7 separate regions of the Drosophila melanogaster genome follow, and regions 1, 2, 3, 4, 5 and 6 are each linked to region 7. The links are chromatin contacts, called in public Hi-C and targeted proximity ligation maps. All regions are on one chromosome and are shown on one strand. The core of a region is the stretch at or near the end of the contact, and the rest is flanking DNA. Distances in the headings are between cores, read along the strand shown. Region 1 holds the start of Unc-115a (Uncoordinated 115a). Region 2 holds the start of lncRNA:CR45906 (long non-coding RNA:CR45906). Region 3 holds the start of drn (doctor no). Region 4 holds the start of lncRNA:CR43459 (long non-coding RNA:CR43459). Region 5 holds the start of Dfd (Deformed). Region 6 holds the start of RhoL (Rho-like). Region 7 holds the start of lncRNA:CR44331 (long non-coding RNA:CR44331).

Region 1 (3,818 bases), core at 687-3,186, 1.6 Mb after region 7:
CGGCAGCGTAGTCAAACGAAAAAGGAAACCCAGTGGAAGTCAATGCTCTTGTCATGAGTTCATGTCGAGCAATTGCTGCCGCCTTTGCCGGAGGCGGAGATTCGGATGGCTATTGTTAAGCCTTTTGCGGCGGGCGACTCGACATTATGGGGTACACATCGACGACCACTTCCACATTCACATCCACATCCCCATCCCCATCCTCACCAAGTCCAAGTCAATTAGGCATTTTAGGCACGCATGCAACTACTTGTAGACGGGATGAATACTGCACTCGGAGAAATGGCCAATATCCATTCCACTATTACAAACCTATCCCACCAAAAAGTAATGTGTACTTTAGTGAGCTATAAGGGTTATCAATTCCACGCTAAGCTGTTTTCCAAATAGCTAAATCGTAGATTTGTTTATTTATATGTATTCACTATAATTTAAATTTTTTAGCTTTCAAAATAACCAAACATTTGAGTAAGCCATCAAGTGATTTTTGCAAATTTGAGATCGTTTCTTAATGCCTCAAAAAGTGTGCAATAAGATTGAATGGATAAGATTCAACTTCGGAAAGCTGTAACCATTCTTCTTTCCCACACACACACACACAGAAAACGAGACCCATTTTTAGGGCAGTGCATGCATATGAACTTAATTAGGGCCAGTAGCGGAGTAGCCGAGTAATTAATCATTGACAACACAAGTACACGTCTCGAATAGCGGTATACGCAAGCCCTTTGCAGCGGCAACTCGAGAATGGAAGGCGGAAAATGTAGGAATCCGACGCCAAAAGGCAGGCCCATTCCCATTCCCATTCCCATTCTCATTCCCATTCACATGCACATTGAAGAACGGTTTCGGTTTGGCAGGCTTACAGGTTTATGTTTGCGGGTTATTCGAGAGCGGCTCTCACGACGGGACGCCCTAACGGTATCGTGTGTAATTGCAGTTGCACAAGCACTTTGAGGTTTATTCGGTCAGCGTTTCAGATCCCTTCAGCGACAATATCACCCCGAATTAGTCCGAAAAGTGTTATGAAGTTAAAAAGTAAAGAAGCGAACACGAAACTTGTTCATACAACAACACTGACGTCATCCCAGCTGAGAAATTAAAATAGGGAGTGGACGTGGACTACAATCATATGCGAGTGGGGCAGTGTTGGTGAGAGCGATCCGACTCTCAGCTGGCCAGTATTGATTGATGATGACCCACCGGCAGTGGTTGAAGAAGGTGCAGGGAAGGGGATGGGGAAGGGGAAGAGGGAACATGCGAGAGACCACCTGAGCTACTATCCCTCTGCCCTCTCGCTATATGAACCACTCCTACGATGCGATAAGGCCGATAATGCCATAATGCTGGTATCGCACCACCCACCACCCCCTTTCGATAACTTTGCGCAGACACACACACACACACACACACCTTAATCGAAGAGAGAGAGACAGTATCTGTGTTTGTCGGCAGATAACTTACCCATGGCGAGATACTATATACTGCTGTGCTCTTCGCTTTTTCGCCTGCAAAACGGGGGAGGGAATCACGCACACTAGAACAGAGAGACACACACGGGGAAAGCACAAATACTCGCGCACAGGTCACCACTACTTCCTCTTCACTTCACTAACAAAATTTTTCTTCTGCTAAGATTTTTTCTATTTGTATCTTTCGCCGTATGCATTCGCAATCTGCGTAGCACGATTGTTAGACTGTAAACATGTGTGAGTCTGGATAGGAGTGTGGTTAATAATGCGTTCGCAGCTCGAATGACGAATGTGCGATTTGCTTTTGGTGTGGTCTCGCACTTTAAATTTGACGACAAAGATCACAGCGGAAAATGGTGGCCTTTTTGAAATGCCTGAATGTCTGATTCTCAAATCGGAGCTGCGACCAGCAAAAAAACACCGCACCGCACCAGCAACGAAACCGACGGCAGCAAAAAGACGACTAAGTATCTGAGAGATACGGCTCGGATGGCAAAAACATCGTGCTTCCAAGAATACACTAAAATTAACCCCAAAGATAAGTTTCGTATGGAAATAGCGGTTGGGTGTTAAACTTGGCTACAATTGGAAAGGTGGGGAGCTCGGCTGTGGAAGAGCATGTATTAGTGATGACACCGTTCGTGCCACTGTACCGTTCCCTATAAATTTGATAATCTATAAAAATAACAAGTAATTCCATAAATGATGCTGCTTATAATTTACTTTGTACTTTATAGAGACAGAAATAATAATGAACTACTTTTTTTTATCTATCTACTAGTAAAGTTAGTTTGGGCAATAAAGTAGGAAAGTCCATACTTTATTAAAATAAATTCAACTATAGTCATTTTGTTTCCGTTTAAATCTTTACTTAAAACTTTTATTTAAATAAGTGATTTTTTTTATGCGTTTTGCGTGTACATTTGCACAATAAGCTTTCTTAGAAGTTAATAATAATAATTGTAATAACATTACTAACAAAAATAATAATGAGATAAAATTCCATTTATAATACAATAAGAATAAAATTCATTATGTTATTGGCCCTTTGTTCAACTGTCTAGAACCATAGGATTTCTATATATGTTATATAATTATAGATATTATATTTATAGGCATGAATGTATAATGATTCATAATAATTCCAAAAAGTGTTTTAAAAACTATCAATAAACATTTCAATGACGCTTTCATTTTCACCCGCTGCATAATTATGTTGTGTGTTCGCCACCCATTTAAAATTTAATAGTACATTGAGATTTGCAATATTTTAAGTCCGGAGCTTGGGTATTCACATTAACTACCGCGTACATAGGTGTACAAATTCCACCGCTTAAATTCGCATCTGCCTTTCGTACACGTAATCATTTAATGGATTGTTTCACATGTGAGTGTAATTAAATCTACCAGTGTATAGCTTCAATTTCGTAGTAAATGTGGTCTATATTGCCTCGACGACCCAGTGTGAATAAATTTGACTAAAATCAACGAACGTTGACTTGGGAACGGATATGATATACATACGTCGATCAATCTATTTTCGTACGTTGCTACTTAACCTTTAGTTTGCTTTCAATTTAGTTACAACTACAACTTTCAACTGCTTGCATATATGCATATGTATTCTCTATAGTTTCCTTTAGCTAGCTGCGAGTGCAAGAGTGTAGGATCTGCACTTGTTATTCCTGTCTCAAAAATCTGCTAACGATCGCCAAAAGTACAAAATAAGGATATTGAATTCTATGCACAGCATCCTAATCAGAAGCTGGGTGACGGATGTGCCGCATCATATCCTCTACTCCTCATCCGAGTCGCCATCACTGGAGTAATGTGTGATTTGAGGGCGACGAATGAAAGGCGCCGTTATCACTTGTCTGAAAGAAAGTTTACAGGTTTAATTAGCATGTCTATGTCCGGAAGGAGAGCAAGTCATATTTACGCAATGCGGCGGTAGTGATTTAGCCACTCTTCCAGCATCTGGGCGACCAGCAAGGGACGCTTGCTTAGCTTTTGTTGCGCCACCAGTAGGCCTCCATCAGTTACGCACACGTCCAGCCATTGACGCATCATTGACTCCTCGTTGCCAACCTGCAGGCAAGGAACGGAAATGTCTAAGCTCACAATGTTCTACAGGATATTTGAATAAGCTCTCACCTCCGACTGTGTAAGGAAATGTATGGGCAAAAGTTTCAGCTCGCAGTCCATTAGCGGGAGATAGGTTACGTCCTCCACATCGTCACGCCGCCCATCGATGCGAGTGAATGGCTCCATCGGCACCAGGGCGCTGAAATGGCCACGTGTGTAGCCCAGTGCTATCGGTGACTTGGTGCAAAAGTTTTGATCCCA
Region 2 (3,777 bases), core at 678-3,177, 1.0 Mb before region 7:
ACACATCACCGTCGACGTTTAAACTTTTTTTCCTCAACGAAACTTAATTTCTTTTAAATGGAAACTTGGCGTTTTTTCTTGTTGGAAAAACATGCAAGAGCCAACAGCGGCCACATGAATTTTTTTCAAATAAAACACATACAGAACTAAACTTAATTGGAGGTGTCAAAAACACACACGCTCGATATCTCGCTTAACCGAAAATCAACAAATTATCCACTGTTTTTCTGGTTCACATGCACGGAGGCTGCAGCGTCGGCGGAGCTGCATGGCCAAAGAGTAAGCTACGGAGCTATAGTTGCTGCATGGCCGTACGGAGTTCGAAATTCGAATAAACTGGCCAGTTTCCATCCGAGCGCTTAGAAGCTACACTGCACAGGAGCGAGCGGGAGAGTAGAAGCGCTCTCAGAGAGCGTGCTGCATTGTTGTTGTTGGTTTGGCTGGCAGCCGGTTTTCCGTGGGGGATTATTGAGACGTCTGTATGTATTGTTGTTGCTGTTGCGCCAGTGTGAGTGCATGTCTGCACGTAGGCCAGACGCACACTCACTCGCACTCACCGGTGTGCAGACGGTAAAAAAAAACAGAAGAACACACGGCGGCAGCATAAAAATAAACATACATTCGTAGGTTCAAACATACATGAAGGAGTTGAGTAGCAAACGGAGGCACATACATAAGTTAACTGGAAAACGTTACCCAGTGAGCATTTGGGAGTGGGATTTAGGTACTTGAGAACAATTAGCAAGGTGCAAATTTATTCAAATTCATGAAAACACCATTGAGTGTTAAGCCACATGCATCACGAGGAGTGACGTCGAAAGTATAGGCTGTGCAACGGTATAACTCAGGTGCACAGAAAGAAATGCAGCTCTAACAAATTTTATACATAAAAACAATATTTCAGTTTGAATTCCAAAAAGAATATTTACAAAAGATCATGATCAAAAAATGATATCAAATAATTGCCTAATATGGCAAAAATTCAGATTAATTTAATACTACATTTAAAATAACTCACATCTCTTTTTTGGATGTGTAAAAGTGAATCTTTCACATACGCCGTGTACTCTCTCTCTCTCCCTGTCTCTCACTTTGAGCAACAAAGATTTGGATTCAAATGCAGCCGAACTACAACAACATAAACTGCATGTCGTAATACTGTTGGTGTAATAAAAAAAAGCGCAGCAGCAGCAAAAACAACACTGTAATGACCAGGAAGAGCGAAGGCTAAAGAAAAGCTTAGCAAAACAGAAATGTGACAAAGAGCAATAAATTAAAAGAAGACTGACCAAGTTAGCAGGGGGACTGCAAATTATAGCTGAAATTCCTTGGCCAAGAAGTACCTGTTAGTCGCTGTAGTAATTGTTATTTTATTTTATGACACCCATTAGAAAGGGATAAATATCTGGCTATAGAAGAACAACTACATATGTACATATGCATATAATAATGGTGCTTTGTTGTTTATGGGTTAAGGAGTTTATTGCTTGTAACATCGTTTTTAGACCGGTCAACAGATGAGCTTCAATTATACTTAAGGCACTAACACTTTTTTTTGCATATTATACACGTAAATATTGTTTAAATATAATAAAAGTATTAATAACCCACAAATTCATGAAGATTTTGTATATTTATTTCTATAACTATAAACTTTAATACAACACAAAACTGTTCCCATCCAGCCTAAGAACAGTTTCGGAGAGCAACTTCGGAGAGAAAGAGAGTGAGAGATACGGAGAGCAAAGCGAGAGACCGTTGCAACATAAAAACAAACGCAGATGTAGATATTTCGTTGTGTGTGTTTTATGCAATGCCCATCAGCGAGCGAGCGAGATAGCCCGATGAGGGTGGGGGTGGGTGGCAATTGCTGCATGCAGGTTAATTCTACTCTCACTGCTGTTGTTGTAGCCGTATTTGTTGTTGTAGTTACCAGACAGCGATTTAAGAAGACAAAACAGGAAAATGAAAAATAATTGAATTGTATGGCAGGAGAGGAGAACGAGAGGAGAGGGAGAGAAAGAACCGCCACCGCAGACATTTGCAATTGGCAATAAATAAAAGAAGTGCAAGAAGAAGAAGCAGCAGATTGTTTGCAGCTGGAGTGGTAAGCAGAAGAAGAAAAGCGAGCATAATTTGCGATGCAAATAAAAGCCCAAAAAATCATGGTGCAGAAAGGCAAAAATGAACGTTAAGTGGCATTTACCTGGCGACGCAACAACGGTGGAGGGGCATGGGAGGAAGACAGGTGAACGTGCCTGTTTTACAAAACAAACAAACCCAACAAAAGCCAAGGGGGAGTCTTTGGGTTCTTGGGTTGGGCGGTGTTGGGGCACAAATGTTGCCGTTGCAACATTGCGACCGTAATCGAATCACCAGAAATGTGGCAAAGGAACAATGCCGCTTCTTTGCCGCTTGGAAAATTAATTTTACTGCAGTCAAAACTCCGTATCACGAACATCACCAACAATGAACGTGTACATTGTGATACAACAACTTTAAGTGCCGCCAAGAATATCAGATTATTATTTAATAAAAAAGCAAGTTTCATTGCTTTTTGTAAGTTACCTGTTGTAAAATTTTCATTGTCATAGGGACACGAAATGGTTGGTTCATAATTAATAGGAACTCTGCCATAAAACACCTAAACATGCATTAATTAGTGCAATCCCTGGGCCAGAAAGGTGATGCTTTTAAGTCTCGACAGTGGCGGATCGTTCAGCCCGACAAACAAATCTAAAAAAGAGGGTTTCCCAACAAACAGCAGTGAGTGCAGCACTCAAGGAATCAAATGAATTGTGCAAATATTTCTGCAGGCAACGTTTTTAACTTTGCACACGCCACTGAACAAACCCATTAAGGACGCACTATTGATCATCAAACGAAAGGAGGGTAAGCAGCTCAGGCCTGCCAAAAATCATATTAAAACAAAAATGTCACTCTGAAATATTTACACAAGTGTCAGTTCAGAGGTTTAGTTCAGCCAGTGCTACCAGGTCGTGGGAGTTTTATTTTGGGGTTGAAAACATGCACAAAATATGAATCAGGTTGATATTTATTCACATCCCAGTGAAAATATAACAATAGGTTGGCATTATTTATGACAAAGATGCTAAATTTGCTATCCCAACTATTATATTAAAATTTAGACAAGCCAAGTCTTTGAGGTAAGGTTTGGTCAAGGACCAAACTACCCACATATCCATTTTTTTTATTAGCAACAACAGCACGGTAACTGTACCACAAGACACAACTAAAGGCATTCACAAAAGGTCCAAAAACAGGAATAATATAGCGACGCGTGTCGCTAACGGGAATTTGTCAAATTCAGGCAACACGCGACCCGGAGATTCGATAAAAACTCAACGACCCACCCACACCCAAACATGGTGTTGTTGTTGCTCGGGTGACCTGACATTTCAGGGAAGTGAAATAAATTAATTGCCACGCCAAAAGGTATTTGTCGAAGCGAGTTTCATGGTCATTTAAGAGGAACTGGCCAAGTGAAATTCACGCCGAGCGACTGACTTTCGGAGACAAGATCATAAAAAAAACAAACCCTCAGCCGAGTGAGGGTGTCATAAAAAGTAGTTTTGTTGCAAGTACACCCAATAGTCAGTCAGCACATGTAATTCTCAGTTATTTTCCCCTGACATTTGACAACCGCTCATAATCGACACAGTCAAGAGGAACACAAATTATGAATTATCACCCTGCCCGTTTGCGGGTGGATTTTTAAACTGTGCACCACTACTATCGCTATCGAAGGACATGGCA
Region 3 (4,056 bases), core at 655-3,154, 1.2 Mb after region 7:
ACTGAAAGTTATCTTATAGAAAATATAAATATTTTGGAGTACAGAAACTATACAATAAAATATGAAATCCTATCAGCTCCAATACTTTGTAACAATATTAATTTAAGATACCCTATCTCGCAAACGCAGTTAAGTAATTGCCCGATTCGCAATCACTCACACAGCTGTTGATCGCGAGGAACTGTAAGTGCACCTGTCTCTCTCACCAGCAGGTTGAATGCACCACAGCGAAATGGTATAAGCGAATGCGAGAAAGAGAGGTAGCTACAGGGGGCGATAGTGTGCCAAAAATACACCAAGCTTGTCTGCTCCCTCATTCTATGGTTGTCCTTTTAGCCCTCTTTCTCTGCTCCTTCTCCTTTTCGACTGCACAATGCACTTCTTTTTCTTCTTCCGCAACCTTGTGCGTGTGCCCACATGTTTACATAAAGTGCAACTGTGTGCACGAAAAACGTTTCACCCTCTATTTGTAGCTCCAATTGTATCAGCATAATTATAGACACTGTGACAAATAAGTAATATGTTTTACCAAAAATTGCTAAAATTAAAGGTAAATGAAGAGTTATGTAGATAGTTGCTTCTTTTTATTAAGCAATAAAAAGGGAATTATTATGTACGTTTATATACTGCAAGTCTCGCTAAATTCTGCTACAATGTACATACATACATACAAATCTATACAAATCTATTACCCAAATCAGAGCATTTAAATAGATAAGCGCAGAGAATTTCGTATGGATTGGAGGTCTAAACGAATTTCTGTATTGCTCGTGGAGGGCAGACAGTGAACATTTGTAAGGCGCACCTTGTTATCAATCACCTTTTTTACGCATTGTTTGAGGCCCCTTTGTATCTCCGCCTCGTCTTGGTTTCTCTTACAACTGCGTCGTTTTAACTTCATGGGGCAAGCTACGGGGTATACGTATAAATACATACACATGTATGTATGTGTATGTACATACTCTATAAGGTTTGTGGCTAATACGTGATGGTAAACAAACTGCAATGCAATGGCCAAATGCGTTTCGGATTCACCACGACTGTTAGACACCCCCAACTCTGTTATCTCCGCCTGCAGGGCAATATTTTCGTTTTCCACCTCACGCGCGGTTGTTATTGCTGAAAACAGGAAATAATTTTCGTTTTCTATAGAAAACACTGCTGGCAGCCGTCGCTGTTGCGTGTCTGATATTTTATTTTTAACGCTCAGCGACTTTATACTACGTAGTATTTAGTATCGCTCGCTTTTAAGTTTGCCTTTGTACGTCTCGCATAATTTTGGAGCTTTTCTGCTTGCAACCTTGCCTTTAAGTTTACAAAGTTCGTTAGCACTAGCGTATTTTTACTGTCTGTTCATTTAAATTGTTATTATTTTTGGTTGGTTTTTTTTCTTTATTGCTTTTTATTTTGGCTTGTTTGTCATCACAACAAGGCTAGTGCAGAACCAATTTCGTAGGCAGGTGCGACCTTTGATAGCTGAAATATTTGTCGAGAAACTTTACAAACTGGTATCTATCTACGGATCGTAAGTGATATTTTATATTATTTATATGAACACGATCTCATTGGAGCCTATGACCTCTAATTAAGCGAATTCTTAGCCCCACTCTGACTTTTTAATTTGCTTTTGATTTTACATTTGCTTTGCGAGTGATCGCAACAAAATAACATTTCGATGTGAAAGCGTGGTCGGATTGACGATACCCTCTAATATATATTTAATAAATGTATGCATGAATTTATTGAAAATAATATTTCCTAAATTGTATTTAACATTCTAAGTATTATTTATTAGATATATACAAAATAGACAAAAAGAATGTAATGAGCAAAAACTGGGCAATCATATTTTCAGTGCTGTATAATTTTTATTAGCACTGCATTTCAGAGCTAATCAACACTAAGCTTTTGTGCTTCATTCCATTCTCAGTAAGGACAAAACACGAAATTAGACTACAAATGTTCTGAAACATCAGTAATGAAATTGGACAAAGTGCACCTCAAAACGGACATTCTCTTGGTAAGGGTGATTTGGAAAACCAAATTTCAGGCCTGTTAAACTGCGGCAAATACTCACCACGGCCAGCCAACAGCCATTTCACAATATGGCACTGTTATCAAAAAGATTACTATTGGGGAAGACAAAGCAATCGCCATACGCTAGGCGATTTCTACATTAATACTTTTGTTTCCCGTTCGGTGAACGCATAGAAATTGATATTAAAATTATTTTTTTTAAAAAGTGCGCAGTTTGCATTGATGACGCAGCAGCGCAGTTTCGCTCTCTGCGGCTGTTAACACGCTGTAGCTCTCTTTGGGCTGGCGAACAATATGGCGTCGTCGAAATTATGTCGTCGCCCAATTTAAAGTCATACGAAAAACCATAAAGATTATTAAAAGCGCGTTTGAAGGTTTCTTGAAACGCCCAGTAAGCGGAAATAGTTTTGGTTTGTTGGCAGGGACTCGATATAAATTTGACTCTCTATCGTTGCATTGGTCTTTTGTCTCTTGTCTCCCTCTGTTCCCCTTCCACAATCTTATTGTGTGTGCACTTTGCACTGTTGGGCTAACATAGCGTGGTGTTTTTCGTTGGAAATACGCATTTTCGACCATCTTTGCTCGGTTCACATTTAATTTATTTCCTACATGGCTTCTCTCCGTTGACTGGCGATTTCTTTTTAGCCTGTCATCCTTCATTCCCCTTTCCTAACCACTTTCTCACCACACCAGCAATCAACGCTCTTTTTGCGTTAACAGCGCTCGTTTGGGCTAGAGATGAGACCATGAGTTTATGTTACGTCGTGTCACGATAAGAATTTTATTTTACATACATTTCGGTCCAATTTGCGTTTGATTTTATTGTCAAGAGGAGAAAATACAAATTGAAAATAATTTTAAACAAACATTGTATTCGATTTTATATAAATAAGTGTTTCTTTTATAGCTAATGTATTGAAAATAATAATCATTTCGATCATTTCAATCCTACATACTCCTGGTATTGTTAACTGCTTTCAACCGGAGAAGTTGAGTGACAGACTCACGCTCTCATCACCAAATTGCCACCAACAGAGCTCTGTTAGCTCGCCAGTCGCAGTCATCAAGCGTTGCGAGGTCCGCTCATTTCTGTTAGAGTGCTTGGAGACTTCACTTCGCGTTTGGAGGATCAGATCCACGTTGGTTTTTGGCTTCAATTACCCACAACTGTCATCGTCAGCCCAGTCAGCGCCTTGCTAACTAAACTAGATAATAAAGTAATCACTTTTCCGCGCTCCCCTCCCTCTCTCTCGGTCGTGTTAGTGCGCTCCGCGATTAATAAGAAACGAGTTAAAAAGGAAAGCAAAAGGAAAACTGGCAGCGTTTTCCTCTTGCAGCTGAGAAAAACCGCAGGACGCAGCTCAGCAGCAGCGTCGCAGTCGTGTGCGTTGTGCATAAGAAAAAAGAAGAAAAAAAATCCTGTAATATTGCAGAAAAAACCGTAATTCGCCACTTGAAACGAAGGAAAAACGAGGAAAAGCAACTGCGTCGTGCACCATTTTGTGATATATTTTTGCCCTCCTCCTTCTTCAACGATCCCTGTGCAATTCTCTGTTAAAGAAAAAATTAAAATAATTACTAGCAACCAATTGAATTTCTGCGAGACCAACATAACACATAAAAATTTCCAACTACTGTGATTTGAACAAAGCTCTAAGTTTTTGATTCAAGCCTGTGTAATTTCCACCCACAACGAATTGAAAAAGTAAGTGAATTCAAATGAGAAAAAGAAAATTATAATTTATTTCATTTTCCTCTTCGCTCGCCTACGTTGCTTACTCACCACTAGTCGATTCCCCACGCTCTCTCTCTCTTCACCACAGTCACCAATACACACGGGCTCGCCTACGTCACTTTGTCGTGTGTGTGCTTAGACTAGCGTTGCCATGTCGCGCGAATTACGAAGACAGGAACAATAAATAAATAGCAGTTAAATAAATAGTAGAAAATGCCATACAAAATATATGGGAATTGACTTTAAATTACATTTTTGAGTTTTCAAAATAAAAACTAAATTTT
Region 4 (3,722 bases), core at 632-3,131, 2.0 Mb after region 7:
TTAGAAATCGCCGAATGGCTGGCACAAACAATTAAAATGATGTTCATGCTGCAAATTGATTTTGTTTGTTTGTGATTAATATAACTATATTTATTTTCGCCCGATTTTCTGCCTCTGTTTTCGCGGTTTTCACCCAGTCGCGTGTGCACTTGTGCTGCAAAACGAAAGCAAAGCCATTTGGCATTTTCTATTTTCGTTTCGCATCGCCTTTTCGGCCCACACACCACTGCGCACACTGGCAACCGAAATGCGCTGCGAATTGAATTTGGCCAAGATTTGTTGTTCTTGGTCCGAACCGCAAACTGCAGCTGTGCAAAGACAATGCAACGGCAGAGGCAAAGGCAAAGGCAACTTGATGACATTATTTCGACATTTGCCTGCTAGCCAATGCAGACACTTTTGTCACTTTTGCATTTCAAATGACCGTCAATTATCCTTTGTCGACACTCCCCTTTGTCTTTTCTCGTTCTTTTCTCCCTTGAGGTCAAGGAAAGCGAAATTGATTTTCCGCCCGAGCGAATTTTCCCCCGTTTATTCCATAGTATACGCTTATATACATTGTGTGATAGTTGTGCATTTAAGAGTTTCTTTTTCTGCTTCTGTCTTATGCAATCGCGCTGGGTGACAGAACAGCAAATGATTTTTTCAGTCAACTCATAGAATGAAATCAATTTCTACCCTCTGGACTGGTCAAACAATTATCTGCAGGGTAATTAAAGCCACATTTGTTGCCACACTGTGCATTTTGTTCGCCTTTCGGTGACCTCATGACAAGTTTTATGTCGAAATTAGCTGGGATTGAAGTGCTCGCATATAAAACGCCGTCAAATTCAATAAAAAACGCTAATAATAAACGCCATAAAATTATAGACAATGGCCGAGCTGAGCTCTGCGGCTTACGCAATCCGAGGGATATAGAAATCAAGCTGTGGCTAATATATCATCGGAAATAACAAGTTTATGATAAACAAATTAAATCATTAATCTATGGTACAATTATAGATGAATGCGCTTTTTAAACATTACTCTGATTCATTCGTACAAAACAGTGGATTGCATTTTATTGGTATTATAACCAATAGTTTTTTTTATTAATTCTAAAGATAAACTATTTATCAAACAAATCTGTGCACTGCAATTTTACTTCGTCGTTCCTACCTTAGATGTTTTATATTTTGGTCAGTAGATTTGTGCATTTTCACATCCATCCATCTCCATACATATGTATGTACATATGTACATTCCACAAGTTTGTGTATATTTTTTTTGGGGGATTCATCAGATAGATTAAATTCATAGGGACTGTGTGCAATGTCGACTGTCGGCGCACTTGAAATCATTTATCGCCCAAGATCGTGTGCCAGCTCTCGTTTTATCGAACTAATATTATAATGACAGCAGGTCGTGCATGACGAGATTAACATTAACAATTGCGATACCAGCTGTTGGCCTCAGGGGGAACATTCGCGGTGGAAAAGCGGAATTTTCAATTTAAGGTTGACCTTAGAGCAAAATTTGATCGATAATTTCGCATAATTGTGGAATCTCTCCCACAAAAAAAAACCGAAAAACTAAAAAAACTGTGACACATGCACACGGACTCGCACGCACACAGCGAAACATCACCTTGAACATTAAACTGCAACTGTGCGAGGGAGAAAAAGATAGCCAGCGAGAGCGAAAGAGAGGGTAAGGAATAGATAAAGAGAGCTAGATAGTTTTTGTTTGCGTCATGTGCAACTGCAAAAGCTTTCGGTTTCCGCTGTTCGCATGCATGTGTGCGTCCGTGTGAGTGCGGAGAGAGAGCTTTAACCGAAAGCGCGCTCTCCTCGCTTTTTAGCCTTATCTCAGCTAGCTTTTTTGAACGGCCCGAGCAGCTGACAGTTGCGCTTCAGCATTAGACCAAAGTAGTTTGACTTTTTAGTTTTTAGCCGCGAAGCGAATAGTATATACGTGGCTCTGTGTGTGTGTGCGGTGTGTGTTGTGGCAGCTGCACTTGCAGCGAGAGACAGAAATACATTTCGTACAAAATTCCGCCCTGCATTTAGTATATTTCACCTTAGAGCGTCTTTGCCACACACACACTTGTTACCACTCACACACTGGCAAGCGAGAACAAGACACACACGTGGCCATCAAAGCGGTATCGGTTCGCGTCGCGTTTGGCCTAAAATTGTAACAGTTTTCCTTTTACAACAACGAAGAATACCAGAAGAAGCAAAGCCAAAAACGCAGCTGCAGTTGACGTCGACGCAGTGTTAGCTGCTGCCATCGCTGCTGCAGTCGCCGACGTCCGTTTCTGTTTGGCCCATTGCCGTTGGCCAGCTTCAGTGTTCATTTCCCCATCGAGTCGGCAACAACGAGCGGAAGTCGCAGAGGCCCACAGCCAACGAACAGTCGATCGATCCCCAGCTGAACAGCTGATTAACTGCGTACCCCCACCCCCTCCCGTCCCCACAACCCATAGTGTGATTTTGTACCCCTGGATTGCATAAACCCACAAGCAGAAACGGAAACAGCAATACACCAGCACCAACACTAAGCTAAACCCTCATCAAAATCCAAAAACCAAGCGGGTCTTGGCTTTTTCGGTGGCGTATACGTAATATCAGTCGACTAGCTGCACATCTGCCATTGCAATTGCGATTCTCTGGGCATTATGCAATGGCACAACAAAGAGGCACCCTGTAATTCAAGCAACAACAACACAAAAACAATAGAAGTGCAATGCGAACACATTTTCGCTAACTCACACACACATTGTCAAGCAGTTTTTTTGTGTGTCTAGTCGGGCAATTTGTTTAAAACAATCAGCTGCCTTTTTGCTTTCGTTCGCACAGCGGCAGTTTTAAATTTAGTATCGCTGCAGTCGCTTGTAACCCAAATTTTTTGCATCCCTCTCTCTCTCTCATTTGCTGTGCAAATCGTTTTCATCATCTTATATAAGAAATGAAGCTCAAAATACCCCGGATTTAATTGTGGAATAGGTTATAGACGCTTGACAAGTAAAAATCTTAATTAAAGCCCGACTTGCGGCGACTTGAAAGTGTGGATAAATTCAGGCAAGGCAATTAAATCGGAGGCACTTGCAATCCGAGAGCAACAACTCATACTCAGTCACTTGACCTTGCACAGTTTTCGCCATGCGAGCGCACAGTATGCAGTATATAGTACATATACGTACCGTGGGCCCACATACATATACACATGTACATATGTATGTGTAGGGGTACACACAAAGCAAATTGCAATATTTTGTGTAAAAATAACGAACAGACTTTTACATAAGGCCATCGTTTACATAGAGAAGCACAAAAATTTACACACAGTCGAATCGCCATTCACCTGCTGTGGTGTGCGTGTGTGGATGTGTTATGTGGGTGGGTGTTATGAGGTCGATTTTTGTTATTTTTCCCCCTTACTCGTGTGGGTGGATGACTGAAAAATGCATTTGACACAGAAAACAGGCGTGCAAACACAAACAGATATAGAAGAGGCAGATATTTCCAAAGCCAATGCAAATTCAAAACGAATAGAAACCAATGAGGAATCAGCTTATCTTGACCAGAGAAATACGAAAATATTTCAGTGATTCATGGCGAAAATCCCCGTTTGATTGATTTGATGTCAAGATGAAGTGGCAAAAAAATACCAGTTTAAAGCTTATTTTAGCCTTCTGAAAATTGAACAAAAACTTATTTAGATGTTTTTGTACAAAATCC
Region 5 (3,729 bases), core at 1,165-3,664, 1.3 Mb before region 7:
CAGCAAGTGAACTTCCTTCTGCCGCCGCCTGACAGTCGCAACTGATTGCTGGATCTGAATTGGGATTTGGACTCAAATGCCCCGGACAAAGAGCAAGCAATAGCAACAAACACCCACTGTCCCCCAACCGAGCCATCCTCGTTGTACCACAACCCATCCTCCCTGCTGGCTCAGGGAGCCCTCATCCCTGCGCAAGCTGGGACTTTCCCAAACCTCCCACATCGTGCTTCCATCCACCTAAGGAGCTACGTCAGAACTGAGAAAATTCGATGTAGCAGCCGCTAATGCAACTGAGTTTTAAAGGTCCTCAAGCAGCAGCCATTCAGGAGTGTAATATGCTAAGCATGGAATCTAAATTTGGTACTATCTTTAAAAATTTTAAATACATAAGAAATTAAATAACAGTTTTCTGATTTTAAATTTTCGAGAAATATAATAATGTAATTTAAAAGCAATTATATTTTTGGATTTGGACCAAAGTTATTTGTAAACAAATATGCGTAATGAATCACACAGTAAAATTAGTAAACATGGAACTTCCATTAATTAACACTAGCTGGTCAATTAATTCGAACACTTTAACGTGGAATGAAGACCTAAACCAACATTTACTCCTATGAGTCTGGCCGACGGACCACAGACTAAATTTAAGTTTTATAAACTTAACTAGCCTAATGACGTTTTGATGGTGACCATCAAAATCGAATCAGTTGGAAGTCGATTAATTAGTGGCCATGCCCCTATACCGCTCACATATGGAACTGGTGAAGGAGGTGGCACAGCACGTGGACCTGATTGTAAGGGGGTTAAGATATTTTTGGTGGGTTTACCGGAGGTCCAATTATTCGGCAATTAGCCAGAGTCACTTTCAGAAACACACTCCAGAAGTGTGACACGAATTTATGCTCAATTTAACTTTTATTTGAAGTGAGTTAGGGCAGCTGGCTCTATAGGGTCAGCAGATTTCAAACTTATTAAAATATATATCACAAAAATTTAAAATCTGTTGAATTCATTAAGCGAAATAATCAAAAGTTTGTATGATATTACCTATAAATAAATTGTTAATATTCCGCATTGCTCGAAGTACGAATTTAAAAGTACAAGCCATATTTTCTTTTACCCACATTATGGATTGTTATGAATCAGTCTAAATATTTACTAAAAACAATATTAAAGCATTAAATATCCAACCTTCTCGATGTGCATTATACAACAATCATTCTATTGATTTTCCACGTTTCGCTTGCTCCATTTGAATATGTGCCCGTCATCGCCATAACAACAACATCGGAGGAAAAATCACGGTAGTAATGACAACAATAATAACAGCCTTAGCCCCAGCCAGACCACAACAATAATCACAGAGGAGAACAAAGTGATATTCGTTGGTTGTTCAATTGAAATTGTTGCAAGTCAGCTCGGACTCTCCAACTCGGTAGCTGAATTCAGACGAAGAAATCGGCATCCAATAGTACCGTCCCCTCTTTACGATCAATACTGTTGTTACCCACGCGTTCTCTGCATCGTTCCTACAGAATCCATTTATGAAAGTGGAAAATAAATGGTGTGCTCCATATCCACACTTACGTCTTGTCCGGGATCGATGAAAGCCTTCTGAAAATGGGCGGAGTTTCTTGGGTCCAGACAACTTTTTCGTCGAGTTCAATTTTCGAGCGTGCGCCATGACTTTGAAGGTACCAGCACACTCACAGCAAAAGTACAACCAAAATAGTAAGTCTGAGGGAAGAACAGTCGAGGGTAGGTAAGTAGGTGTGCTAATGAGCTAAACAGTGCTGTTTGAGATATAAATATAACATTGAATCAATTCAGAAATCCTATTTCTCTATGTAGACAATTGCGTTTTTAATTTTCTATTCGATTTACTGTCATTTCAATTTATTAATCCTTGGAAAGTAAAATAAGCTTATTTCGTAAAAAAATAAATAAGACGTTACTAAAATATAAAAAAAATATATACACTGTACAGTAAAAGTAAAATTATATTTTAAAGTTTTAATTAATGGCTTTTTATTTTTTTTTTTTAAGAATACTTCTTTGAACTAGTTCAATATTGTATGCCTTGACTGTTCACGCAACTCAAAATGGGTGTGACCAAAGATCTGGCCATCCCGCTTTAACCACAATGCTCCCTCTCAGTCGCGCTTGCGAGAGAACTATGGTCAGTGGTGGAAAATGGCGTACGAGGCGAAGGGTGAGAAAAGGTGAACAGACATGGCTGCTACATATGAATGGCTTTATTTGTGCGCGTGTGTGGGCCGTCCTTCGATTGCTTCGGCAGTGAAAACCCGTTTTGATGGCAATGGCGGTGAGAGAGAGCGAGCGAGAGCACAAGCAAACAAGAGCGAAGAGTGGCGAAACAGGTTCGCTCGCACGGAGAGTTATCGCCAGCGAGCATAACAAAAAATCGGCTCGAATGGGACGGTTCGTGTTCGCAGCGCACTCGTAAGACCGAAACGTCCGACTTTTCTCCCTGTGTGGGATTGAAATTCGTTGTAAAAACGTTTTTTATAACCGGAAAATAACACCATAATCAAGTTTCTCAGAATTCCAAGGCCCCACGGCTTTTAAAAGTGACAAAAAAGTGCAAACAAAGTATAATCAAAACAATAAAAGTGAAAATTATGAAGACAACGGGAGCCTTCTAACCCCTTTGTTTAGTTAAAAATATTAAAAAGAATACGAAATTTATTTTAACCAACACAATCTTAAAAGTAATTACTACTTGCAAAAGCAGCGCCTTTAATCAATAGTTAATGTACTAAAAGCAAAAGGTTCGGAGTATGTGCAATCCAAGTGATAGTGCCCAAGAAAAAATCGAATAACAAAGTAATAACCAGGAAAACGCATCCGGTGAACCCCGATCCAACAGACCTTCCGTCATGAGCTCTTTTCTCATGGGTTATCCGCATGCACCACATCATGTCCAGAGTCCCATGTCCATGGGCAATGGCTTGGACCCAAAGTTTCCGCCGTTGGCCGATGACTATCATCACTACAATGGACACTATTCGATGACCGCATCTACGGGTCATATGAGTGGTGCCGTCGGCGGTGGTGCAGGTGTTGGGTCTGTCGGAGGTGGTGGAGCAGGTGGGATGACTGGTCATCCGCATTCCATGCACCCGGCGGACATGGTCAGTGACTATATGGCGCATCACCACAATCCGCACAGCCACTCCCATTCGCACACCCACTCACTACCGCACCACCATAGCAACAGTGCAATATCTGGACACCACCAGGCATCCGCCGGCGGTTACAGTTCCAATTATGCCAATGCCACTCCGCCCTCACATCCGCACTCGCATCCACACGCCCATCCGCACCAGAGCCTCGGCTATTACGTCCACCACGCCCCCGAATTCATATCCGCAGGAGCGGTGCACTCCGATCCCACGAACGGATACGGACCGGCGGCAAACGTTCCAAATACGAGCAATGGCGGTGGTGGCGGAGGAAGTGGCGCAGTGCTCGGAGGTGGCGCAGTGGGTGGATCGGCAAATGGATATTACGGCGGGTACGGTGGGGGTTATGGGACGGCGAACGGAAGTGTGGGCAGCACCCACTCCCAAGGACACTCGCCGCACTCCCAGATGATGGATCTGCCCCTTCAGTGCAGCTCCACGGAACCACCGACGAACACGGCGCTGGGACTGCAGGAATTAGGTGAGTCCATACTAATAGAATTTCTGTTGTCTCTTGGAA
Region 6 (3,812 bases), core at 488-2,987, 1.4 Mb after region 7:
TGTCACATTTCACACTCTCTCTTTCTTTGCATTGATTCGGTGGCGATGATTTCCCAAGATGAGGAAAGGTCTCAAAGCGACACATCTGCACTATGGCTACTCGTATTCATGTGCAATTCACTTGGGTCACTCCAGTTCAAACCTCGTCTTGGAGGCGTCTCTTATCAGCCTCCTTAATAAATGGGTGCATGCATCAGTTGGATTCCCGTTCCCATATAGCAGACGGTCCACAAATAACTCAGTTACACAAAGGCGGAGTTAGTCAATAAGTGAATTATACGTATAGATGGATCATCCGACTACGCAATTAATTAAATAATTCCGCAATAACGAATGTGAAGCGACGTCAGTAGAATGTAGGTAATTCTTTTATATAACTAAGATTACTCGGCTTGAGTTTCTTAAGAATTTCGTTTTATTAGAACTTGCAGTGGAGCAGCAGTATAACTAATCGTACGCCCAAAACCAGATCGAATTGGTACTCCAAATCGTCTATATAGGTAGGTACATTTCTATATAGACACCTATTTCTATTCTACACCAAAGCGAAAAAAAAACACTTTTATTCAACTCTGCTTCTTGTTGCGAAAAATATACGAACTGTATATGTGCATGTATTTTTATGGTTTCTCGCATGGGTTTTTGTATTTAATAAACTGATTAGATAAGATAGATGTCGGTGAATGCGGTGTACATAGGGAATTGGACTTGAAAGAGCAACGGCGATAAGTGGATGTGGAACCATGGCGAAAACCCATGGTTACCTGGTCAGAGGAGCCATCGAATCCCCAGAATCAGATTGGATCCGGGCAGATTGCAAGGGCACGCGCTGCCAATTAGGTAAATTAATTGAGGTTAATGCGGAGTGTTTATTGTGCCATAGGTCGCAATGAATTGATTAGCGACATTATGGATTGTATTGGATTGGGGCGACAGGCGATTCACGTACTCGGTTTCCTGCGACGTCCTCTAAATGGCTGTGTAACCATATAATTGTTTGATAACTAAAAATGGTATCGAGCCCATTATGGTGGAGAATCAAGTCGCCTGCCAAGATCCCCGAAGAATAAGAGAGCCCCACAACAGCGATTGGAATTGGAATTGGGACTGGAAGAGGAAGCGAGAGCAAGAGAGTTGGGATCGTAAACCGAAACAACTTGGCATTCCAGAGCTGTGGACGGATGGGCGGTCGGATCGGGGGAGGTTTGGTGGGGGGGGGGGGGGGGTGCGGTGACGTGAGCGCAATACAAAGTGACTCAGGTGATGGTGAAAAAGGAGGAACGATCACGAAGATAACTCTCCCAGTGAGTGAGATCTATGCTAATAGTGTTTACAGCCAAAGATAAATGTTGTTATTTTAACAGCTCGTGCAATCGCAGACCCACTGAGCGCCCACACCATCGCAAGGTCGTCGCAATTGGGTGTTATTGAATTCATTCTGCGCTGGATTCGACATTTGGCCAGCTAGCTGCTGGCGAGGATGAACTTAGTGGGATACGAGTGTTGCGTAGACGCTTTGAACTGGACGTACTTTTAGATACGGGACTTGTGTGCCCGTACTTTTATCCGTATGCGTACTATTTGCAATAATCAATCGAACAACACGTCTGGCTGGCGATGACGTGCGACTTGATCGCAGTGTGGATGTGGATTACTCGAACTGGCGGCGGCGAGAGTATAAAACCGGATAAACGAATAGCAACAACCGATCGCACGCGATGTCGTCGAACAACTGAACCTTTGGCGATTCCGATTCGTTTAGCTCGCAGAGTTCGAGTAGCTCGCAGATACGCGAAGAGCGAACGAAGAGAGCGCGGTGGAGCAGCTCTCTCTCTTAGCACTTGGCACACAATGTTTCCTTATCAAAGGTTTCGGTTTGGATAAGAAGAATTTGGCGAACTACAGCTCCAGGTTTCTAATCCCTATAAATATTTTTGCATTTCTTTTTGAGTAAATGATGTGATGTCTGCAATTCCAACTTAATGTTTCGTATTCAAGTTGATAACATTTTGGTTTGAATGCTTATTTTTAGAATACAGAAGCTCAATGCTCATATAAGTACATAAATAAGCCCATGATTAAAAACCACCATAAATAAGTTCATAATGATAAATTAGTTACTTCTATTTACGCATTTTCTACTACGAATAAAACGTTTGAATCAAACTTCGAAGTGCGTCAAATTATTAAGACTGAACTACTCACGCAATTACTTAACTGAGAACGCAAAATACTACTTTAAAGCTACTTGTGAGCTACAAATCCTGTTGCGTAATATCCCGCCCTGCAACCCGAGTATCTGGCATAAGCCATTAATCAACGACATTCCGCAAGTGCGTGCCTCCAAACTGGGCTTTATATCTGTCCGATGTAGGGGTAATTAAGCCAAAGAACCGCCTTGCGGGTTAGACCGAATAAAATGCGTTTACTGCGAGTATGTGGCACTGGCGTACATGAGTTCAATTAGCCGACACGTTGATGGGGCACTACATTAATTAGAATTACCACTGCACTGGGCAAGTCACTGCCGTACAAAGAATAAAGGTCAAGTGACAAAGGCTTCGACCCAGACCCAAAAAGTCGGGCGGTCACAGCAAAGAGAAGAGCCGGAAAATTATTAATACACAAATATGAATGTGCAGCATTTCCAATTAGGGATAGCTACTTAAGCGAACACATGAGCAACATGTGTGCCACTACTGCAAACACCAAAGATACTTCTGGAAGACTCTTGACAATGGGAATTGTACCAAAAGATATGAGCAGGTGCGGCGGAGCACTAAGGAGCACTCACAGGAGTAACTCAATGTGGCTGGGATGCAAATTGTTCCCAAGGTCGCAGGGTGAAATACTGTAAGGAATCAAATTCGCAGGCTAGAAAGGGCGACTATGCATAGCCAAGGGGCGAGACCAGATAATGTTGCAGAGTGTCTCCATTTCCCGTTTCCGGTCTGTCCGGACCGAAGGGAGCGGAGTGCAGTGTTGCTATTTCTGAACAGCACTCATATTTTATATCTTATCTCGTGCAAGCGGCCTGGAACAGCGAATCATGGGGGGGAGGACTGAAGTGACAAAAACAAATATAACTAGATCCAATAACAATCGTGGAAGGCTAGGAGTGATCCCCAATCAAATGCGCATGTGGCAGTGTTCAGAAACTGCGGGGCATTGCACCTTAGTTGGAAACCTAAAATAAATAAAAGAAACCTACATCTGACAAACTGTTGCCAAGGATTAAACGAGAATTTGGCAAAAAGCTTTAGGAAGCTATAATTTTCAACAGATGTTAGATTGTTACAAACACAATAAATGAACACCAGAAATTAGAAAACAAAGAAAAAAGCCCGTAAAAGATCTCTAATTTATATTGCTGATTCCATGACTTAAGAAATGGAAATTTAAGCATGCCCAAAATATGTAGATTAATTAAGATATTCTTCATTCTTCATTGGACGCAAGAGGAAAAAACAGCCGTCACACTGGAAGATAAGGACAGGCTTCCGAAAAATTTAAAGAAATTAACTCCGATATCAATCTTTCTTTTGATTGATTGTTTATATGTATAACAAGTCGGACCGTATTTTACCGCTTCTTTGGTTCACGTCATAGCTAAAAGATTATTATTTCATTTTTCTTTTTCGGATCTTTCAAGATAACCATTTAAAAGACCATTTTTTAATAAATAAATAAAACTTGCTCACAACGAAATTTTAAACAAATGAGCTAGGCATAAATATGATTCGAATACAATCGTATCACGACACTCATTCTTTACTTTTAAGAAATCGATAACATGTGTGTGCTCAGCAACT
Region 7 (3,588 bases), core at 126-2,625:
CATAAAATAAAGTTAAAAGGCTCAATGTGCCATTTTAATCTTTGTTATAATCTTAAGTTAATAGCTAATTTGGAGTAAACCGTAAAAAATTTCAAAGCAAAGCTCAAGTCAAAGTAATTTCCAACGTGGAATACATGTACATATCTATCCAACTCCCTCGCTCCCATGGAGGCAATTGGGGTGCGTTGATAAGGAGCAATGCTCCTTCCACCTCAAAAAGTTTTTGTTGTGACTTCTCCTACGCTTATCCATTCGCCTCTCTTCATCGCCTCCTTCGCTCCTTCCGTCCTCTGTCCCTTCTTCTTCTTGGTCGTCGCATTGTTGTTGCTGTTGCGTGTTGGCGTTGGCAGACAGCATGGCGGCAGCGGCGTCGTCGTCGCATTGTTGTTGCTGCCGTAACTGTGTTGCGACTTTGGCCACACTGAAAAACATAACTGATAGAAATAAGGATTTGAAAAAAAATTACTCTTTTAGTTCACACCTACTCATTTAGTTCCACCTGAGATTTGGTGCTTCAATATTTTTTAAAACGTAAGATGGTATAATATTCTGTCTAATCTTAACGAAACGCCTGAGTTACTTGAAAGCTATAGCCTTGCGAAGGTCGATCTTTGTAGATAAAAGTTTATCATAGAGTAAACTCGGTAGAATATGATAATAGGAGCCACAACTATAGCCGTTTTTGTCGGTGCAGACAAGTTTGCACGGGCAATGGAAACTTTATGCAGATTGCAGCACCAACAACAAGGCTAGCTAACCCAACCAGCCAACCGCAAACGTCCTTTCTGATAAGGGTTGTGTCGTCGACGCGCCTCCTGCGCTGCCCGAGTGTTAATGTATTTTTGGCCACCACTGTGCCCTGGCTCGATGATGACTCATCGCCATTACGTTTCGTTGTTCGTTCACAATGCAATGTGGAACACAGAGAGCGAGATGGCGAGAGAGTGGGTGGGCGATAGGTGGTGGTGGGTGGGTGGATGGATGGATGGTTGGGTGAACGGTACAGCCGCATCGATTTTTCTGTTGGCTTCTTATTGTTGCTATTTATTGCGCCGCCAACGGCACTTCTCACCCCTCTCTTTTCCTCCGGCGCTGTTTCGTTTTGGCATATGTTCTATTTTTGTAAACATTTCGGTTCCTGTTCATGAGTCATCGATTTGGTTTTTTCTTCTTTTAGTGGGTTATCCTTGTGCGTGCGGCCTCGGCTGTTGGTGTTTTATGGTCGTTGTTGTTGTTGTGGATTTCAGGTGCGGGGCGCAGCAACAGCTGGTTAATATCGCTTCCTCTCTCGCTTGCCTGCGCTCTTTATTTTATTTGCATCTGTCGGATCAGAATCCTTGGTTCAGACTTCTTTTGACCGCTACACAGAAAGAAATCTAAGTAACAAATTTTTAAAATGGGATTAAAGCTTTAAAAAAATTTTAAAGTGTGCTTCTATTAATTGTTGCTCCTTAACTTCGCCGCTTTTATACATGCTTAAGTATTATTTTTATAAATGCTCTACCTCTCTCGCTCACTCACACCCGCGCAGCAACACATTAGTACTCAGGCACGAAGTAACGGTGGGTGGGGAGACGGACAAGAGAAAGAAGAAGCAAAAGGAGGTGGCGGCGGCGGCGGGAAAGAAGAAGCAGGGAAAAGTATACGTACAATTTTGTACTGAGTGCATGAGTCATGATTTCGCTTCTCTGTTTGTGTTTGTGAGTTTGTGTGTATTTGCCCCGGCCTTTTGCGCATTCGTTTTTGGTTTGCCGTCGTCACCTTATGCCTATTATTATTGTTTTATTTCGCCTGAATATATGCTGATCCCCTTCTTAGTGAGCTTCCTCTTCTACCGTACAACTTATGATTTCTCATTGTTCCGCTGCTTTTCGTTTTCCATTCATTATAACAGCACTTTGTGTGCGCGGGGGTGGCGGGGTGTTGGGGGATGTGGGGAAAGAGGAAGCACCGCTATTTTGAAGCAGAGCTTAAAATGAACTCAACGCCGGCAGAGGCAGCGGCAGTGGCAGCGGCACCGGCAGAGGCTCATTAGGCGACGGTAGAGTTCGAGGCCCCAATTGTTGTTGTAGTTGTAGTTGTCGGATAATGCTAATGTCATTATGCTGTGTCATTAACATGAACGATAAACCAAACCGAGCCACTTGGCCTAGAAAGCAATCAAAGCCTCAATTGTCAGGAAATTGAGCGGTATTTCAATCGGTAGTATTCGCTCTATTTTACTTGTAATGGAGATTTAAGCGTTACAAGGATTTTTCAGATATCCCAAAAAGTTAAGAACTAAAAAATTAAAGACCAATTTACTAATAACAAATGAAATTTGCATCTATTTCTGTACATATGTATGCAATGTTTTGTTTCATAAACCAAGAAAAAGAGGTAAAATCTTACTTCCTTCAAGGTATCTGACATTTTTAAACACAAGGCCATAATTATAAACAAACGTTCCGCTTAAATTGGCCAAGAATACCAGATGCTGAGGTAAATAAACATAATAGCAAGGTTTAAATTCGAAATAGAGATCTCTCACAGCAATGCTCGATCTATTATCTATTATCTATTATCTAGGGGCTTTCTAGCCGATTCCACATCCTTTCCTACGATTGCCATCCAATTTGTCAACTTATCGCCGCGATGTCTGTACTGACTGTACCCATATTATTTGCGCGCCAAGCTATCAAGTTATCAAGCCGTCAACTTTTATCTGCCAACGACGGAGAGGCCTCTTTGGCGAACTAACTTAATCTACAACGGAGCATACAAACACACATATGTACATATATAGATTTGTATATATACGGTTACAGGTTACGTTTACGGGGCATTCGAAGTACAATTACGGGTTGTGGACACACGGTCGTAGAAGCAGCTAAGCAAACTGAAAGCTGAGGCCCCTCGAGAACATTTGGCGATAGTCACATTCTATATACATACATATATACAATTGGACAGCTGATTAGATAAAACTATGAATGCATATGTTCAAATATATACCGAGAGTTTAGAAAATAGATTGTTCTAATATAAAAAGTCAATATCGTTGTCCCAAGTAACTCAGCCAAAAAGTACTCAGTATAAAATGAGAGAACCCAAAAAAAATCAAAATCCTTCGGCTAATGAGTAATCGAGAATCCGTTGGCAGACAACAAACAAAAAAGAATTAACCGAAACAACAACCAAAAACCCGAGGTGACATTTTTGTTGGCCCCCGTGCGCATAATTTCAATATTCGTCAGCCGGCTATTTTTAAAATGCAAAAATCGACCAAGCGAAAAAAAATGAAAATATTCGCACAGGAATTTCAAATTTGAAATTTGCGTTGCGGCTTCGTTCTTTTTATTGTTGTATCGAATGTATAAGGCTCTTAATCATTTTAAAAGGGAACCCGAGGCCCACACTTCCTCGTTTTTCTCTACAGAGAAAAAAATATGATTAATATACACATGAATTATTTAGAATATCACTTTTAAGATCGTAAGATGGGATCGTTATTACTTCAACGAAAAAGTCTCGTCAATGGGAGGGTATACAAAAACAACTCATTGTGTACTTATTCATCAATACCTTCCTTTTGAGACTTTTGCGCCC

What was found. Hi-C and Micro-C count contacts between places; a contact is called where the count stands out from the background.
Region 1: a contact with region 7 is called in a Hi-C map of the Kc167 cell line, with 4 times the contacts expected there. A contact is called at or near these places in 2 of 107 Hi-C or Micro-C datasets (the Kc167 cell line and the S2 cell line).
Region 2: a contact with region 7 is called in a targeted proximity ligation map of the Kc167 cell line, with 3 times the contacts expected there. A contact is called at or near these places in 3 of 107 Hi-C or Micro-C datasets (the ML-DmBG3-c2 cell line, the S2 cell line and eye imaginal disc) and 1 of 7 datasets of targeted methods (the Kc167 cell line).
Region 3: a contact with region 7 is called in a Hi-C map of the Kc167 cell line, with 4 times the contacts expected there. A contact is called at or near these places in 8 of 107 Hi-C or Micro-C datasets (the D17-c3 cell line, the Kc167 cell line, the PNm cell line and 3 more).
Region 4: a Hi-C map of the Kc167 cell line shows a contact between it and region 7, with 2.6 times the contacts expected there. A contact is called at or near these places in 7 of 107 Hi-C or Micro-C datasets (the Kc167 cell line, the ML-DmBG3-c2 cell line, the S2 cell line and 1 more).
Region 5: a targeted proximity ligation map of the Kc167 cell line shows a contact between it and region 7, with 3 times the contacts expected there.
Region 6: a Hi-C map of the Kc167 cell line shows a contact between it and region 7, with 2.9 times the contacts expected there. A contact is called at or near these places in 6 of 107 Hi-C or Micro-C datasets (the Kc167 cell line, the ML-DmBG3-c2 cell line, the S2 cell line and 1 more) and 1 of 7 datasets of targeted methods (the Kc167 cell line).

What each region holds. Positions count from the first base shown.
Region 1 is chr3R:9,703,481-9,707,298 of dm6, forward strand. It overlaps Unc-115a (Uncoordinated 115a), which reads right to left and starts at 1,937. Exons shown (of 10, transcript NM_001300328.1): 1 at 1,465-1,937. The coding sequence starts at 1,468. It overlaps trbd (trabid), which reads right to left. Exons shown (of 9, transcript NM_141674.3): 7 at 3,627-3,818; 8 at 3,412-3,560; 9 at 2,516-3,346. The coding sequence ends at 3,268.
Region 2 is chr3R:7,108,085-7,111,861 of dm6, forward strand. lncRNA:CR45906 (long non-coding RNA:CR45906) reads left to right here and starts at 1,928. Exons shown (of 1, transcript NR_133349.1): 1 at 1,928-2,180. All of the region lies in intron 5 of Alh (Alhambra), which reads right to left.
Region 3 is chr3R:9,338,750-9,342,805 of dm6, forward strand. drn (doctor no) reads left to right here and starts at 1,905. Exons shown (of 5, transcript NM_001275480.2): 1 at 1,905-2,020. lncRNA:CR43301 (long non-coding RNA:CR43301) reads right to left here and starts at 1,243. Exons shown (of 1, transcript NR_048352.1): 1 at 1-1,243.
Region 4 is chr3R:10,091,880-10,095,601 of dm6, forward strand. It overlaps lncRNA:CR43459 (long non-coding RNA:CR43459), which reads left to right and starts at 1,882. Exons shown (of 1, transcript NR_133372.1): 1 at 1,882-3,722.
Region 5 is chr3R:6,789,422-6,793,150 of dm6, forward strand. Dfd (Deformed) reads left to right here and starts at 2,415. Exons shown (of 5, transcript NM_057853.3): 1 at 2,415-3,690. The coding sequence starts at 2,904.
Region 6 is chr3R:9,500,844-9,504,655 of dm6, forward strand. It overlaps RhoL (Rho-like), which reads right to left and starts at 1,738. Exons shown (of 4, transcript NM_079568.3): 1 at 1,532-1,738.
Region 7 is chr3R:8,112,628-8,116,215 of dm6, forward strand. lncRNA:CR44331 (long non-coding RNA:CR44331) reads right to left here and starts at 1,376. Exons shown (of 2, transcript NR_125107.1): 1 at 482-1,376; 2 at 72-421. The region is part of intron 3 of puc (puckered); the gene reads left to right.